Regions from separate parts of the Sparus aurata genome. Here region 2 is linked to region 1. A link is a contact called in public Hi-C data. All regions are on one chromosome and are shown on one strand. The core of a region is the stretch at or near the end of the contact, and the rest is flanking DNA. Distances in the headings are between cores, read along the strand shown.

The links. A called contact is a pair of places that touch in the nucleus more often than the background predicts.
Region 2: a Hi-C map of skeletal muscle shows a contact between it and region 1, with 2.4 times the contacts expected there. The contact joins the promoter of LOC115591623 here to the promoter of ccdc124 in region 1. A contact is called at or near these places in 2 of 2 Hi-C or Micro-C datasets (skeletal muscle and an unstated tissue).

What each region holds. Positions count from the first base shown.
Region 1 is chr11:21,294,904-21,298,203 of fSpaAur1.1, forward strand. ccdc124 (coiled-coil domain containing 124) reads right to left here and starts at 2,002. Exons shown (of 5, transcript XM_030433662.1): 1 at 1,871-2,002; 2 at 1,079-1,256; 3 at 1-177. The coding sequence starts at 1,237. It overlaps cluap1 (clusterin associated protein 1), which reads right to left. Exons shown (of 14, transcript XM_030433657.1): 14 at 2,555-2,917. The coding sequence ends at 2,741.
Region 2 is chr11:21,466,341-21,469,304 of fSpaAur1.1, forward strand. LOC115591623 (low-density lipoprotein receptor-like) reads right to left here and starts at 1,307. Exons shown (of 13, transcript XM_030433765.1): 1 at 1,101-1,307; 2 at 1-37. The coding sequence starts at 1,161.

The DNA of each region.
Region 1 (3,300 bases), core at 752-3,251:
CTCCTGCTTCAGCCGCTCATTCTGAAGCACCTCGTCAATCTGGGCACGAGTCACTTTTCCTCCAAGTGCAGCCTCCCTCTGGGCTCTGCCTTTTATGCGGGCAGATTCCTCATCCAGAAGTCTCTGGTTTTCCTTCTTCCTCTCCAAGAGCTCGAGTCTCTTCTTCTCCTTGTCATCCTGCAACGACAGAAGGCTTTCTCATCAGACTTTTGTACTTCTGCTACAATCTGTAAAATCTGCTGTTTTACAACTGTTCAGCTATTACATGTATCACGGCATACGCAATCTTTCACCATTCAACAAGCTTTGCTAATTTGCCCCTGACAGCACTGAGGATCAAGACAATGCAGTAAATACTACAAGGTGTGAGAAGTAATGCTGAAATGTATCACATGTTAAGCCCTCATAAGACTGTCACCTGTAGTCATTGGACTTCTGCTGGTAAATGGCAAGTTGTGAAGTTAGGCCGTGCTGAAACGGGGGGGGGGGGGGGCGTGTCTAAGAGAGTGATAGCAGTGCAGTGCAGTACAGTACAGTGCAGTGCAGTAAGTAAAGCGAAAGAAATTCCCCCTCTCTCAGAATCAATCATGTATACGATTTATGTTGCTCCAAAGCTTCCAAATATGTTCAAAGTCATGTTGACACTGTCAAAAAAGGTGTTCTAATATTCTGTCCCTCTCATGTATACAAATGACTGGGCCAAAATATTAGACACACCCAGAAACTATACCTCAGTTATAAACATGTCTGACAGTGTAGGAATCAAAACTGAATATTTTTTGTAATGGCAGAATATGTGGCTGAGCAGTTTTATTGTCAAGTCAAGTCAGAATAACTGTCACCTGATTAGACTTCAGACATGAGGATAGTTGTGCATGATAAATAAGAAGCCACAAGCAGGGTTCCTGTCCAGAGTGTTGTGGTAATCCTGATTTTCTGCCTTGTCACTTGTTTCTCAATCATAACTCGTACACACATGATTAAAGATGGAGCTGCATATCCTCGAAGTCAAACTGAGCTGCACAACTATGCAAAATCCACAGTTTGCACACGAAACTTCCCTTGAGAGACAGCTCACCTTTCTCTGCTCTTTCTTGAGTACATGTTTGTCAGTCTCCTGCCACAGAGCATCCTCTTCCTGCTGCTTCTTGCGGGCGTCCGCCACTGCCTTGGCGTCAGCCTTGCGGGCTCTGGCTGTGGCCGCCTTGGAGTTCTCGCCCTGGAACTTCTTTGGCATCCCAACAGCTGCTCTTCAGCTGAGAAACAAGAACAAAATCAGAATAGTCTGACTGACAAGTCACTTTTCAAGGCTGGCGTCAGATAGCGATATTGTCTTTTTCCAGTACAATTTGGTGATTCAAAACCCTACAAAAAAGTAAGTGCCTTTGTCAAAGACTTTGACTGGCGTTTATCACATGAATACTGACAAAAACAAACGATGGGCAATGTGCAGCAGCTCTTTTGAGAAGCATGTAATGTTAGTATCATTAGTCTACCTAAATTAACTTCCTATAACGTTTGCATAAGGTAACGCAAGTCAATGCTGCCTGCTAGTTATCTACCAGAACCAGCTTACCTATCTGTGTGCACATCTGGGTTAAGGAACACGCAGTTTAACAATACAGGCGACTTGGAAAAGAAGAGTTTTTTTTAAGTAAACATTAGGCTAACGGAATTCTGTAAAACGGGCTACACATTGTTTCAGTTTTGCCTGTCAGTGTAGCTAGTTAGCTCTAGCTAGCTGATGTTCGCCTGAAAAACAAGGATGGTTTGCTTGTCAAACAGCTGACCAGTCAAAATTTAGTATCACCGAAGTTTAGCTAAGAGGATAATGATCACAACATGCAATCGTTTAAACATGGTGACATACCAGTATGATAGGAAAAACTGGTCGTAAGTAGTCGACAGTTGGCTGTTGTTTCGAAGAGGCATCTGCCACCTCCTCTCTGAGAGCACCGCGCACTCTGATGACGTAGCTGCTCGATCAACGGTGAGACGTTCCACTTTTTTAGACTTTATACTTGACTTTAGAGATATAACTGAATACTTTTAGTTGTTCTGTATTGATATCTCAATGTCAAGAAACGTATTTTGTTCCGTTTAGCAGTATTATTGCTTTTTAAAATGCAACGAAGCATTATTTTTTGCCAGCGATGAAATATTATGTCATAGACAGCTTCACCTGAATCTCAATCTCAGGTCTGTTTGCAACACATGTGCCTCATTGTAAGCCATCCTCAAGAAGTATTCATTAAGTTTGTTATTGTTTCATTGTATGTTTCAGTCTGAATTTCGTATTGTTTTCATCTTAAAGTCACTGAGCATGTCGTCAGTACAATCCTCCTAATTTCTTTTACTGTCAAAGAAAATATATACGTCATTTAGATACAAATTTTAAATCTGACCAAGTATTATTTATGTCAAGGGCTAAGCACAGTTAAAATTAAGGCTACATTGCGCAAAATCTACTACACTACACTCTAAAACGTCTAAACACCTCAATACTGGATTGATTGACCTGAAAGAAAATAAAATGTTATACATAGAAGAGGAATAACATTTAAAATATTTTATTAAGGCAAACAGTTTACACATATATTCAAAAGTAAGAACTATACTGATGTTTTACAATGCAATAACAACATGACGGAACATGATAAATACATGTTTCTGAAAACTAATGATGGTCTAATCTGAGCTGGAGCTCATCTGCATGTCTGTCAGTGTGTGTCTTCTTCATTCAGAAGTCATTGTCGCTCTCCTCCATCAGAGGCGGTCTCATGCCCGCCCTGGAGGGCCGAGCACCCCTGGACACTGGGCCCTCCAGGCTGTCATCCTCCAAATCCTTGCTCTCCTCCTCCTCTCCTTCTTCATCTTCCTCGTCATCCTCGTCCACATCGATCTCGCTGTCTTCAGTCTGAAACAGCAGGGACACATAATTACGACAATTAAAACAAAAAGCTCATAGTTTTAAGAATCAAATATTAAACACGTATAGTCATCTTCACTTTCATGGTCAAATAGTCAACACACAGTGTGGAACTACAACAGGGACGGACATTTTGTCATTCTAACTAAACACTGAACCAACTAATTTCTTACAAAAACGTTAATCAGGCAGGAAGATCTAACGACTCAATCACCTCTTCAGCTGACATGAAAACACACCCTGTCCTGAACTAATCCGACAGTGAATTATTGAACTGGGACATGTCCACCTTGAGCCAGATAACAACAGGGACCAGTTAAACCATTTACCTAATATAAAGGAAAAATCCATCCCAAACATCTGCATTAAAA
Region 2 (2,964 bases), core at 57-2,556, 170 kb after region 1:
TGCTCGTGGCAGGGAGGTAGAGAGTGACCTGCAGCTCCTGAGGCATATGCAAACACACAGTCAGAGTCTGAGACAACCAGCCCAAATACTTCTATTTTGCAGTTGTTGGGAATTTAATACTTCAATTTTCATTACAAAACATAATATCAGCTTAACAACAATGTGCATGCATTTCATAGTATCTTTATATTTGGTATTCCCCCTTTGCTGACCCGAAGTATTGAGCTGGCGTGGACTCCACAAGTTTGTGCAACATCGGATGTCTTTTAGATCGTCTTTTGTAGTGCAGGACACCACAAAGGACAATAAAAATTACACAATAGACAAGGGGAAGACACAAAAACCATGACAAGCTGTGTCATTACATTATTTTCCTTTTCAGTTGTGTGAGACACATCCTAATTATTGCAGAAAGTCAACAGGGTAAGGCAAGTAGGATTCAATAAATGAGCAAAATAATCCTTTTCTCTGCAGTTTTGCACATTTCACTTGTCTCCCATCGTGTGTTTTTTGTATCATAGAATCTCCAAAATGAATAACCAAAACGAAATTTCAAGCCTATCAAATCCAAGTGCCTCTCTCTGAAGGCATACTGAGCAGAATTATTCATAAATTACTTGCACTTCAGTCTTTTCTCTCAGAGATAAGGATCACATTTGGACTCACTGGGCTGACAGAGCTACACTGACATCGCATGACACACGTCTTTTATTTTCTGCACTTGCACAATTCTAGTTAAAAAAAAAAGACTTTTATTTTTGTGTTATGTTACATTTTTAACAAACATGCATCACTTCACTGCAGGGGAGGGGTCAAATGTTTCCATCTTGTTAACGGTCTACCGACCAATTTCGCACTTTTCTGTCCAAACATGAATATTTCCTCTTACTGTGCTCAGACTGTAACAACTTGGCTTCCTGTGACGTTATGCTTGAATTCGTTACAAGTCCAGATCGACTTCACTGTAGCTTGCTTTTTAAACAGACTCCATTCAAAGTGACAGGCTCTGCTCGACTGTAAACCCACGGGCCGTTAAATAACCTCAAACACAAGCAGCTCTTTCATTTCTCGCACATGCACCAGCAAGCCACGCATCTTACCCCAGACGTGACAGCAGGTTAGAGGCAAGATAAGAAGAAATAAACCTCCAAGGTCTCCCATGCTCGATGTCCTCCACGGTTGCCTGTGGCATGCGGCGCGGAAATATGACGTAAGCGTTGATTCTGACGAACGGCAGCTTTGTCAGTTTGAACTTTTAATCGGTTATTGTTATAGTTTCATCAATAGATAAATTATCCGTCATCAATCATAGTCATCGTCTCCACATTTCTTTTAATTCGGTTATTTGCTTGTGTGACGTAGAATATGTTCGCTGTCGTGTTGCTAGGATACAACGCGTCCTTTGTCAAATCATGACGTTTCCGGCCGTTGATTTTTTTTTTGATTTTTTTTGTTTTTTTAATGGCACAAATAACATATTAAGCACCACTGCTCCATACGACCTTAAAATGAACTCCCTTTGAAATAACACACACTCTGTATAACTGAGTATAAGTTACACTACTAACTTTTTAGACATACAAACTATTGTCTGCACACCTTTTAAAAAACATAAATGTATTATTAAACATGATGCTGACGTAGATTAAACCAACAGTGTATGAGGTTTTTAAAATGTGCTCCACCTCCTGTAACATTAATGAAAGTTTCAGGATTAATCAATGATGGAATGTAACTAAGTACATTTACTCAAGTACTGTTCTTGAGCACAATTTGGAGTGAGTATTGAGTATCTGAATGTTCTGTTCTGCTAGTTTATACTTCCACTCCAGTGGACAGGAAAGGCATGAAAAACTGTAATCTAACAAAGTGACTAGTAACTGAAGCTGTCAGACAAATGTAGTAGAGTAAAAAGTACAATATTCCCCTCTGAGCTGCAGTGCAGTAGAAGTATAAAGTTACATAAAATCGAAATATTCAAGTAAAGCACCTTGAATTTAAGTTTAACTAATTTACTTAGTTATTTTTCAGGTTAAAAACACTACACATGATGATGATGTTGTCTAGAAAAGAAAATGATGAAGCCTTTTGTAATCGAAGAACTTGCTTTTTTGAGTTTTCTGTTTCCACTTGCGTAATGTAACTAATTGCATTTACTCATTTAATTTGGTAAACTTGTACTTTACTTGAGTATTTCCATTTTTGCTACTTTATACTTCCACTACATTACATTTGGGAGGCAAATATGGTACTTTTTAATCCACTACATTTATTTGATTACTTTAGTAACTAGTTACTCTGCAGATTGCATGCTGTATCAGAGCCAAAGCAACACATTTTTAAATCAGTTTACTTTCCTATTATTTCATTGACAGCCGGTCAATGAATACACAGATTGTATCTTGACAGGTCGATGATCAATTTACTCTTACTTGTACTTATGATACTTAAAAACATGTAATATCTAATGAAATTAAAACTTTTTTGGGCCTTTTTTATGGCGTATTTGATATGATGTAGTGGGAGACTACCTTTCTTATCTGTCCAATTATTTCACTATCTGACTCTGAAAATGTGCTCAAAGTTAAAGTCCAAACATCAGAGGCGAAGCAGCAGGTCTTCAGTCCAAAAAGGTGTTTATTCCAAGAGAAGAAAACATACATCCATGAGGTACCCCGGGGCAACTGAGATTTCTCCCCGATTCTCCCCCTTTTATACCTGTGGTCAAGGTGGCAAACGCCCTCTTGGACCATCCCCCCTTTGTCATGATCACGCGGGGCCCGTCATTTTACTATTCTCATTTTTGACTGTGTTCTTAACATTGGCCTTTTATCAGGCTCAAATTCACTGTTAGCATACAGGTGGGACTGCAAGGGGTATTCTCGAATCTATTTACATGCATGATCATGACCCAGTTTTCTTATTTGCCACTACAATGACAGCTGGAGATATAACAGGAAATGG